2 separate regions of the Anser cygnoides genome follow, and region 2 is linked to region 1. A link is a contact called in public Hi-C data. All regions are on one chromosome and are shown on one strand. The core of a region is the stretch at or near the end of the contact, and the rest is flanking DNA. Distances in the headings are between cores, read along the strand shown.

Evidence for each region. Hi-C and Micro-C count contacts between places; a contact is called where the count stands out from the background.
Region 2: a Hi-C map of liver shows a contact between it and region 1, with 2.6 times the contacts expected there. The contact joins two enhancer-like sites. A contact is called at or near these places in 3 of 7 Hi-C or Micro-C datasets (granulosa cells and liver).

The regions. Positions count from the first base shown.
Region 1 is chr1:16,187,938-16,194,388 of Taihu_goose_T2T_genome, forward strand. REDIC1 (regulator of DNA class I crossover intermediates 1) reads right to left here. Exons shown (of 13, transcript XM_066989846.1): 6 at 5,700-5,900; 7 at 3,196-3,302; 8 at 47-576. Among named protein-coding and RNA genes, the nearest start is that of REDIC1, 10 kb to the right of the region's middle. Within about 2 kb of position 2,509, at least 2 of the 3 cell types and tissues checked have open chromatin away from gene starts, as enhancers often do. A contact at or near this core is called in liver, where this site is marked.
Region 2 is chr1:16,321,038-16,326,744 of Taihu_goose_T2T_genome, forward strand. It overlaps KIF21A (kinesin family member 21A), which reads left to right. Exons shown (of 34, transcript XM_066989881.1): 7 at 1,809-1,924. Among named protein-coding and RNA genes, the nearest start is that of KIF21A, 41 kb to the left of the region's middle. Within about 2 kb of position 3,099, at least 1 of the 3 cell types and tissues checked has open chromatin away from gene starts, as enhancers often do. A contact at or near this core is called in liver, where this site is marked.

The DNA of each region.
Region 1 (6,451 bases), core at 1,259-3,758:
GAAGAATAAAACGTAGAACTTATGTCCCTAAAATGCTGACACTCACCACTTTTTTCGAGTATTGAAGGCTTTTCTTTGTTTCCAGATGGCACGAAGTAGTGCTGTCCCTCATGACAGTCCTGCAGGTGGGTTTTATGAAAGCTGCCTTTCTGGTAGCTTGCAAGTGATGCATTGTTATTTTTACACAAAACCTGTTCTGGAGCTGTGAAAATGCCTTTCAGGTGTCTGTCTATGGATTTGTTTTGCGCTTTAATTGCAGGATGAGCCTCTCCAGTATCGTACGTATAATCTCTGTTGGTCATTTGATTTCTGTCTTCAAGATCAATGAAAAAATTGGCAGTACTGCTTTGGTTAACAAAAGGATTAAAATGTCTTGTGGAAGAATTATTATGGATTGATTGGCTCTCATCTTCAAACAGTGCCAGAAAGGGACAATCACTTTCATGTTGGGGAGCTTTCCGTTCTGTGGTTTCTTTCACGACACCAAACAATGGTTCTTTTATTCCTTCACTGTTTTCTAATTCTTTACTGGTCATTATCACCGGATTTTTCCTGGCAGAATTCATATAGTCCAGCCTTTGGGGGAAGGGAATTAAAAAAACACAGCTTGCTCAGTATATAAATTAGCAAAATACTAACTGCTAACACTACAAATGATCGACTCGATAAAAAAAAATCAGACTTTGCTTCTCAACACACTTGCTTCTGTCGTGAGTGTATGTTATTTCCACTGAAAGAGTGCCTGTATTTTATCTCCACGTTATAGTAAGGCTGATTTAAACAGAGTTCTGTTTCATGATTTCTCCAAATGTGCCAAGACATGGAGCATATCCTCGAGTAGGAAACTGTGATTGTGATTTATAAAATCAGCCACAGTATGTCACTGCTGCTCCACTCAGCTGACCAAAGAAGTCCACTCTGTATCAAAAAAAAAAAAAAAAAAAAAGAAAAAAAAAAAAGAAAAAAAAAAAAGAAAGGAAGAAAAAGAAGATGTAGACAGCTTCTTCAGTTCATAAAAAGTTTATTCTTCAGGGCTACAGTTCACTCTTGTACTGAAAGCCCATTACAAGATCTGAGCATTTTTTTAATTCCTGGTCTCTTCAGCAAGATGACTTTTTTTTTGTAATTGAGGTCAGTAATCGTAATTAAGCACAGAGGTTTTCTACTCTACAGTCAGGAGGCCAGTCAGACATTTTGTTTTGCCCATACTTCCCTCCCCCACTTCTGGTAGTAGTGGTTTTGAAGGATGCTATCATGTTTATCATTAGTGCAAAAGCTATCACACTTTCACTTATTTGGATATTAATTTAAAAATTTCCACTTCTTTCTAGGTTTAATCTCTTGACTGACATTTCAGAAAATCTGAGGGAAGAGTTAAGAGATTTATATATGCAGAGAATTAGCAGAAATGGCCATGGACATTCAAAACATGCCTTTTATTAAAATAAAACAAAAATAATAATAAAAAGACAATGCTATCAGTGGAACTTGAAAATTGAAATGTGGTAAAGTAAAAACTTTTTAAAAAAAATCTGTAATGTCTTGATCAGAAAATACTTGGAACTGGAAAAAGATCCTAGAGAACTTAAGAGAGAAAGTACCCATGCATCAGTTTTAAAAGACTAAATATAATATGGTTTGTATCTAGAGAAAGTTGGATACCACTGAGGAAGGTAAAAACTTTTTGTGGAGCAATTCCAGCTGAACATTTTGTAATGCTAAGTAAAAGATAATAGATGAGGAAATGGCTAAGCACTACTCAGAGTGAAAGACTTATTTTTACAAGACACCTACAATTTTTAGTTAATATTTAATGAACTTGAGGGGTCACAGCTCTCAGATGTATGCACATCGATTCCATCATCAGTATGCTACAATTATGTTAAATGATTGTACAAGTTTATGCTTTTCACATCCTGTGAAAGATACGTCCTTCCCAGGAGAGTTGACAGCTACTAAGGTAAAAGAATTTATGGATATAATGAGTGAAAACAAAACAAGGAAAGCACACAGAAATGGAGCTGAAGAGCTGTCGGAAAGGAGATTTCACATTGTCAGTGAGCCATGAGTGGGTGGAGGACTGTGAGAGGTGCCATGACTAAGGGGAGTGCAGACCTGAGGGCCTGTGGAGAAATGAAAAGGGAGACGTAGGCAAGATAAGATTATGTACGGCTTTAACATCAAGGTATTCATCAGGAAGTCACGAAGATATACAGCAAGGTGAGCATTATCCTAACTTTAAATTTTGCTGCAGAAAGCTAGGAGGAGCTAGGAAAAGTGAGAAAGTTATGTTGGCTAAGACTGGAGGCTGCTGTGTCCATCAAGGTATCGCGGTCAGTGGGCTACCCAGTGCCTTGACCCCCCAGGTAAACAGAGTGCAGGTACTTCAGGAACTGCAGAATAGTGTATGGTCTTTTTATGGCTCTCTCCAGAGACTGACATGAACTTTCACAGACAACAGACTAACAGAATAGAAAGAATAAAGGAAAGTTAGCCCTGTAAGATCCCTAGATATAAGGAAATAACACCTAGAAAGAAACTGTTCAGTGAAATGCTGTTCAGTACAAATGACTCTGGCCCTAAACCCTCTGTGATTAAAAGATTTTTAATCAGCAAATGTAAAGAGAAAGCAATCCTAGGTTTCTGCCTGTTCTTTTAGAAACAAAGTGCATTTCTCATGAAAGTATTCTTGAATCAATTCTAAAAAAAAAAAAAAAAAAAAAAAAAAAAAAAGCTATAGATAGTAGAATCACATATAAAAGAGAAGAAGAATAAATGTTTTTGCTCCTGGAATCCCAAATATAAACAATGGAGGTGGAGAAGTTGCTCAATTGCTACAACATCAAGGTCATCAGAAAAGTGCTTGCAACAGTGCCCAGAACTAATGAGAGTGGCAGCAGTGACCCTCCCCTTGGCCTGTCAGTGAATCCATGCTTGTGGATGAATTGAGAAATACCATTCTGTTTGCAATATTGCAAAAAACAGACCATGGTTCCAAGAACCTACCAAAATCACAGTTTGCTGCCTCTCTGCAAATTTAAACAGCTTTGTATGTTCAGTCTTCTCATTTAACTTTAATTTCTATTTCAAAAGCACTACAAATCTGTGAAAAATCAAGTAACAATAAGTTGCAGGTATTGCCCTTACTTACTTTACTGTGATTTTTGCTCTCTCTAATATCAAATCACTGCCTACCTGTGCACTGGCTTGAACAGCTCCAGAGGCACTGTATCAGACTTTCTTAAAATACACTGGCTTGGGTGTTTTGAAAGCCAAGGGTCTTGATCCGAAATAATTCCTGGCTGAGAAAATGATCAAAACTGTCAAACCCTGAATTTATAGAATAGTTATAGCGTTTTAAACTTTAAAGTTGTGTTTGCAAACAATATACATGATTTCCAACTGTTTTTACTTCTTTTTATCTTTACAGTAAAGGCTAAAACATTACAGCCCAACTGAGTTCCATACAATTCATACTTTTCTGTATGCACATGTCACTGCTAGCATGCAAAATGCCCTTTTAAGCATTCCATGCTCCCATAATATCGACAAGCTGGATAGACTGGAAAGAGCTGACATTCCACCGAAGGTCACAGAATCACAGAATGCTGTTGTGTGGAAGGGATCTCAAGAGGTGTCTAATCCAACCTCCTGCTCAAAGCAGGGCCAGCTTCAAGGCTAGTCCAGATTGCTCAGGATTGTTCAGGACTGAGACTCCGCAGCCTCCTTAGATGACCTATTTTGGTGTTTAGCTACTTTTGTGACAACACTTTTTACTATACAAGCAGAATTTCCATCATTTAAACTTGTGACTTTTATTTCTTGTCATTTCACTGTGCACCTCTTACTCTGTCCTGTCTGTAACTCTATTTAGATTCTGGAAGACAGAGTCTGATTCCCTACCTCATCCCCTTATAGCTTTCTCTTTCCCAAGCTATACAAACCCTCTTTGCTCAGTCTCTCCATGTCTATCATAAGCTCCAATCCACTAGCAATTTTTGTGACCCTCCGTTGGTCTTCCTCCAGTTTGATCTCTCTCTTGGGCTAAGAGTGCCCAGAGTGGACACAATATTTCAGATGCCTTCTAACACATGCTTTTCAGAGGGGAACAATCACTTGCCTTTGACAGTTGTATATGCTCTTTCTACTACAGCCTTTTATGTAGAAGGCCTTTATTGCTACATGGGTGCATTGCTGACTTGTGTACAACTCGTTAACCACTGGCACTCTCAGGTCTTTCTCTGCGAAGCTGCTGCCTACTCAGTCAGTCCCCCACCTACACAGATATGTGGAGTTATTCCTTCTGAGGTGCAGGATGTTCTGTTTATCTGTGTTGAACTTTATGAGTTTTTTTTTTGGCCTTCTGCAAGTCAAGATCCCTCTGAGCAGCAGCCCTCCAACTGTAATGACCACTCTGTCAATTTGGTGTCATTTATGAACCTGCTGAGATGCTGAGGGTGCATTCTGTCCCATTATCCAAATTGCTGATGAAAATATATCAGACTTGTTATTAAATCCTGGGCATCCCTGCCAGTTGCCAACTAGACATAAAATAATTGTCTTTGCAATTATTTTGAGCATGATGGTACAGCCAGTTTTTTACCCAACTTATCATCCACTCCTCTGGTTGATTCCTCCCCACTTTTGCTACAAGGATCCCACAAGGTAAACTTTGTCAAAAGCCTTCCTAAAGTCAAAGTAAATAATATTCACTGCTGACCCTTATCCACAGAGCCAGTCATTTCATCACAGAAGTTAATCAGATTTGTCAGGCACAGCATGGCCATGGGAAATGTATGCTGACTGTTCTCAGTCACCTTCTTGTTCTTCATGCAACTTTGAATGACCTCCAGGAGGTCTGGTTCTGTAACAGGTGAGCTGAAGATCTAGAACTTCCCTGGATCATGCTTGTCTTCTTTGCATATGGGCATAGCTTTTTTGTATTTTTTGCTGCTGAGAAGATCTCCTGATCACCACAGTCTTTCAAAGATGATGAGCATCTGCCCTGCAGTGATGTCAGCCAACTCCCTTAGTATTGGATGCACCTTGTCCAGTCCCATGCATTTGTTTGTGTCCAGTTTACTCAGGATTCCTTAACCTGTTGCTTCACTGCTGTTTTGTATGTCTCTCCCCAAACCTGGGCTTGAAAACATGCCAGAGAGCAGACCTTGCCAGAAAAGACTGAAGCAAAGTAGGTCTCTATTGCCTCAGGCTTTTCCGTGTCCTTTGTCAGTAGGTCATCGATTCTGTTTAGCAGTGGACAGCATTTTCTTTGGTTTCCTTTTGCTGATGACAGAGCTATAGAAGTTCTTGTTTCCTTAGGCCACGGTTATCACCTGGGATCATACGACACCCTTTTATACTAACTGTACATTCAAGAAAGCTGTATTTATAACTGTAGTGTACTTCAGTTTTCTTTAAGCAATTTTACAAACCAGAAACAAAAGACAGCCGCAGTATGTGGCTAACTTCCTTCCTGCAGATATCAGCAATACTGAGAGTTCAGCAAATACAGGCTCAAACTGAGGCTGTTTCACACCACTAAAAGAAATATATTTGTATACAGAATAATCATTGCCACTAGCCTACAAGAAATGTTGTTGTTTGTTATTAGCTTCAACATTACACTAATTCTATACCCCAAATAAATGAAATTTAGTTAAAAATAATTCTGAGGAGAAGAAAAATATTAATCAAACCTGGTTTTGCTGCTTATCTTCATAGGTCTCTTCCCAAGGGTTGCCCATCAGGTTTGTATTGAAATTTTCTTCTGAAAACTGTGCATAGTTAGAGGACCAAAAAACAGAAGGGGACAATGGACAGGTGCTAAAAGCTGTTGCTATGTTGTCTTCACATTCCATACTAGAGTCAGCATAAGATAGTTCTGTTACTTGTGGTAACTAGATAAAAGATAGCAAAGAGATTTAATTTATCTAAGACTATTTTGATCTAAGCATAAAGTTCAAAAAGATCAAACCTTTCTATATCTTTTACATCTCTTTCCACATATACCACTTTCACAGGAAAAAAAAAATCATGTATTTTGATACGATTTTTTCATTAAAAACATAAAGTAGTAAGGGTTTATTTCAGGAAAACACTTCAGTACATACTGAAGTTGAAGTATACACACAAATGTTATCCTGAGGGGAGATGGGTATAAATACATTTTTAGCTTTAGCTAAATGATCTGTTGAATTGATTCTTAAGTAGAAAATTTAAAATTATTTTACTCCACTATGAAGAAAACTCCAGCATGTTGTGAGACCAACAATGCTATCTCAAGCACATCAGAGCACTGGAGAAATTTGAAGAAAAAAATCATTGAATGTTTCTGCAACCACAGCTACATGGAAGCAGTGCCTGTAATCCAGTTTATTCAGTGAAAACAATACAAGAAACTAATGCAATGCAAAAGCTTTGTACATAAACTGCACAAAATCCTTGTGCC
Region 2 (5,707 bases), core at 1,849-4,348, 130 kb after region 1:
CAGTACCATCTGCTCTTCCTTTCTGGATCACTTCCTTTAAATTAATCCCTAAAGTCGAAACAGATCATGTGCAGAATGGGGCCTGAAGTATAAGATGTAACAGTATGCAGTATATATTGATTCCTACCAGGTTGTGGCTTGCTAACATTTTCCAACTTGCATTAGGCTCTAACTAGCAAGTAATACTACTTATAACTGTTGTGAAATCTAGTTAGTTACATCAACTCTTAAAAGATCTGGTAAAGTTCCTTTTACTTTTCATTTTTATTTATTTATTTATTTTTTATTCCATCAAGAACCAAACAAGTGGAGAAAATTGCAAGCAGTTTTCAGGGAGTACAGGCACATAAAACATGGACAATGAACAAGTTTAACTGATGAATAAGTGCTGACTCTATATTACAGTTATGAAATGTAGTATAAAACAACCCTAGACAAAACATTTCTAAGTAGAAATAAAATTTTTAAGTTGATAGCATCACTTCATATTTTTTATCTGAGTACTGGCTCTTTATGCATTTTTGTAATTAGCTATTAAATGCTTTATTTAATTATGAGTACACTGAAAAGTAGTGCTGGTGATTATCAGTGAAGATTGTGGTTTCATATCTTTTGTTTTGAGCTGCTTGGCTGTGTGTAGGCTCTGCAATTCTTCTTTTAAAGACCCAATAACACAAGTTCATTTTGTTTGAAATCATACCTTTAAATAGCTTTTTTTTTTCCTGGTTCTAGTGTATAGTATCAGATGTATTCTGCACACTGGAACTTTTAATGATTCTCTTACAGTCAGGGCAGTGGTTATATTTTGTAGCCAACGGAAGAGCATTCACTTCAATTTCATCATTGATATAGGCACAAAGCCAATAGAAGTTTGGAGTTTTAATGGAACAAATGCATCTTTAACAAAAATGGGTTACAGAATGCCCAAAGGCGAAAACAAGCATAGTAAAAGTAATATTTTATATGTTCACAAAACATTTACAGTGAATTCCAGCCATTAACTTTGGGAAACACAGATGAAGATGAATTAAACTTTAAAGCACTCTTAGCACATGGTCTGTATGCAGTTCTGCAATTGCTGGGTGCAGTAAAGCCATTTTCAAGACTGTGTTAAAAATTGATTGTACAGGGCGCCATCTAGAGGAATGTGTTTTAATTTGGCAAGTGAATAATCCTGTACATGTAGTTAGTTATACATCTAAAAATAAGTTTATAGCCAAATATTTAGCTGTTTATAAACATGAAACAAGCCACTTTTTAGCAATGCAGTGGCTATGGACTACATAATTTCAAACCTTAAATGCTTAAATCCTCGCCAGATGCAATTTATTTTATATCCATAGTGGTAGTAAAATCTGTTTTTTCATATCAATACTCCATATATTATTCTAAATTTAGCGTAAAGCAGCCTGATAAAGATCAATTTTAAAGATAATGTGGCTACCATTAGAGGCATAGACAAGCTTTAATAATCACTGAAACAAAGTGTTCGTTACATGAAGTAGTTCTAACTTAGTTTGTGAATGATGTGAGATATCAATAGAAAGTGCACACAACTGTGTTAAGCTCTTTGTTCCTGAAGATACCAGACTGTACAATAAACATTTATAAATTTCCATGCTAACAGTAAATCAAATCATTTCCAATGTAAAAACATAAAGAAATACTTTTTTTAGTATGTTAACTGTCATGTGATTTCTACGCCCCACCCTCCCAATGCACAGGCTGGAGTTTGTGACTGATTTTTAAAATAAAGCTACCCAGGAATTCATTCTAACTTGCATGTAATGTGAACTTGTGTTTTACAGCTAGCTCTTGGCAATGTAATAAGTGCGTTGGGAGATAAAAGTAAGAAGGCAACTCATGTACCATACAGAGATTCAAAGCTTACAAGGCTACTTCAAGACTCCCTTGGGGGAAACAGGTACGGGAATATTTTGCATGTTTCATTGTGAATGGAAGTGAATGAGTACATGATCTTCAGAAAGTAAAATAGCCCTTAAAGAGAGTTGTTATCTTTATTATTGTTTGTTGGTGGGAGGTTCCAAAACTAAATGACTGTTATGATTGGAAATGACTGTTATGATTGGAAATGCTGGCAACGCAAGGAAAAGATATTAAAGAGGCTTTTTGCATCATTCTTTTCAATGCTGTTGTAGCTTTACTAGACATGGGGCTTTGAGTTACCTGGAAATGATAACTTCTAAGTAAAGGACAAGTCCTTCCTCTTTAGATTATAGGTACCATAAATGTTAAATCTGTTATTGTGTCATAGCCTTATGAATTACAGCATAGTTTAAAGCCATGGTGGCTTTCTGCTTCAAGCAGATGTTTTTGTTGCTTTTTTTTAACCTGAATTGTTAAACAATACTGGCTTTTGATGTGTTGCCAGTATAGTAACAGAGGAGGTGACTTTGACTTCGTCTATCTTTAAATACAACTGTAAAAACAAACAAACAAAACAAAACAAACAAAAAACACCAGAATTCTCCCTGGAGAACTTCGTCAGACTATTGCTATTTTAACTTCTCAAATTTTGTGTTCTCTGTTTGATTTTTTTTTGTCACTAATTTCCCTTCAGTCCCTTTTCTCATGCCTTTTCCCTCCCCAAGAGGTAGCATTGTGGTTATCTGCGTGCAGTTATCCCATTATTTACTCACCATCCAGTTACAGGTATCATCCAGTTATATTTCTTCATTCAAGCCCTTTGCCACGGTTTGTGTTGGTTACCATGGAGGTGACTGCATTGCATCCACAGGGCTAAGGCTTGGGGATTAACGATACTGTGCCCTTACTATTTATATTTATAATTGCATTTCATATTGTGAAGTCCTCATAGATGCTGGCTGCTGCTGAAGCTGTGCCTTGTAAGAGCCAGATGAAGGCCTAAAAGCAGAGAGACGTTTCTGCAGAGGCATTCATGCTGACTTTGATGTCAGCCTTACCTCTCAGGAAAGCTTTATTGTTGGCTGATGTCTCTCCCTGGATGTCTGCTGGCTTGCGTCAGCATGTGTTGCCATCTATTAGCTAGGGAGCCCAAACCACATTTGCAAATTAGATTGTCTAGCTCCGACTGCTGCCCTTGTGGGCACAGGCTCACTGTCTGCTCTGATCACCATGAGCAGGAGCTTCATGCAGCCAGTTCTCCTTGCACAAAGTACCCTTTGTTGTTGAGCAAGGCAGCTTAGCACATACACTGCCGTCTTTTCATAAAGGTTGTCTATTTCAGGATATTGTGGATATGTCCAGTTATCTGGTGGTGAGTTAGAGACGAGTAAAATCAAACAACTGTGTCACCAGAACTGTTTGTACGACCCTTCTCTGTCTATGTACTGCATAAAGACGAGGAAGAGAGGCTTAGGCTCTGGAAGCTCTAAGCAAACATGCAACATGAACATGTAGAAAGACAAAAGGGACCGTAGTTAAGTATGTTTTAGCAAGCTAGTACATTTATTGCTCTATTTAATCTGATATGGCTGACTGCTGTCCTCAGGGGGGCAGGAAGTATTCTGGGCATTTCACAAAAGAATAGGGAGAAGTGGAGATTTCTTAAATCACTGCTCTGTTCTTCAGAGATATAACTTCAGTAACAGTCTGCAGTATTGCAGCACAGAGATATAAAAAATGGGTAAAATAAAGGCTAGGATTTTCAAAAGTGTTTAACGGAGGAAGAAACCCAATAATAGGGAAAAATCAGGAGAAACCGAGTGCATGACTTCCAAGCTGTTTCTGGAAATAACTTTACAAATAGCATTTCTTGACTAATTTTATATCAAATACACCAGCTAATAGTCACTTTTCAAGCTGCTTCTAAAATTACACTTTTACTGAAATATTATTTTAATTTGACTCAAAACATTTTTTGTCTGGTAGCTCAACTGCTCCCTCTTCTGTACTTCAAGAGAAATTACAGCTTACTGTAAAATGCAGACAGCAAATGCAGTTCCAGATCATTTACAAGGTTATGAAGATATATTATTTCTGTTCCTGACGGATGTTCATTTTTTTTCTCCCACCCCTCATTTTTATTCATGTAATATACATGACAAGACAGGTAAAAATTAGTAATTTGCTGTTAAGGAAGAGTTGCACATTGTAACACAACTTAAATAATTTCATATCCATGCTTTAGCAAACAAACTGTGGGAAAGCTAAATTTTAATAAATATGCATTTTTTCCTCAGGGAAATCAGATTATTAGATTCCTGCTAGACTTTTCCATAGCTTTTCAAATTCCACCCTAGGTACTACAGTCCACATTAGCCATTCTCTTTTGCAAATACTTAAAAAGATTTGCTGGTAGTGATTCAGGTTAGAATATAATTCAGGTTAGAATACAAATACAATTCTGTAACAGTTTTGAAGCAGCATTTAAGCATTAATGCTTCTTGAGTTATTCAAGTTAAAATATGGAGCACTCTCTAGATTTCAGGGAGGCATTTTAAAGAAGTGGAAAAATAAAAGGAGTAGAATGGTGTTTAAAAATGAGTCCACTACAAAATGCAGATAGGAAAGTGGAGTTTGAGTTGCTCAGTTTTTAAGAAAGCTAGCAGAAGCAGTTGTCTGAGGCTTAGAAAAGGAGTCAGATTCTAAACTGAAAGCACAAGTAGTCCTGATCTCAGAATTACTATTATTTTCTTAATCTAGCATATTCATATCTTTAGGACTAAACTCCACAAGTCTGGGGAGGTGATGCAATGGTACACAGGAGATCTGAGAGAGAATTGCAGAAATCTAGTCCTGTCTTACATACTGAGTCTATCCCGTGTCCTCAGGCTAGTTACTCTTTTTAGTTTAGTTTCCCAGTGTGTAAGGTGAATATAATCACTTGCCTCACAAAGGGTTTCAAGAAGTAATTTGTTTTTCTTGATCTGAAATTACAGAAGGCGAAGATCAGATCCAGTCTGTCTAATGCAGATATTTCTCCATTGCCCTGAAGACAGTGCACTCCTAACACAACCACCTAAGCTTCCACGTACAACAAAGAGAAGCACGTTCCTCTAAAGCCTGCTGGGGATGATCCAGTCACCTCCTATATATGTGTTTTCCCCTGTCTATTGAGAACTTAGGGCATATTGGTGCCTTTAAGCTAGGATCTACAGCTGGAATTCTGGTTCTGACCCCTCCAAACTGTTCTTGTCTCATGTGAAATAAGAGTGAGTGTGTGATCCTGGTTCCTCCCCTTACCAGGCGAATAACTAAAACATTAGGCTGGAATGAAAGGCATTTTTTTCTTTGTTTTTTTCCCCCCCCACCTTTTTTTTTTACAGTCTATTTCTTGGAGCAGGGAGCATGTTCTCACCTTGTATATCCCAAGATGGGATGGCTAGAGGGTGGAGAGGAGCACAGGAAGTAGTTGTTTGTTTTGTGCATAGAGCTCAACTATTGCTCCTTTTTATGGAGGTGCTCTAAGCTTAAGTGGTGTTGCAAAACATGGAATTAATTTCTTGCCAGGTGTACTGAGGATAAGTACTATCTTTTGGGCTTCTTTTGGTATAGCAGATATTTGGAGCTGAAGAATTTAGGCAGTTTGGATCTCAGTAGAAAAAGATAGGTGGAAGACAGGTATTTTATGAAGTTCTGGGCACATACGGGCAGCTGAAGGTGAGTGTTTGGGCAGCTTCCAGATTAAGTGGGTAGCACCTCATGAATTAATTAGTCCTGACAACTAACATGATCCAAATCACTATTTGAGGCCTCAGGTTGC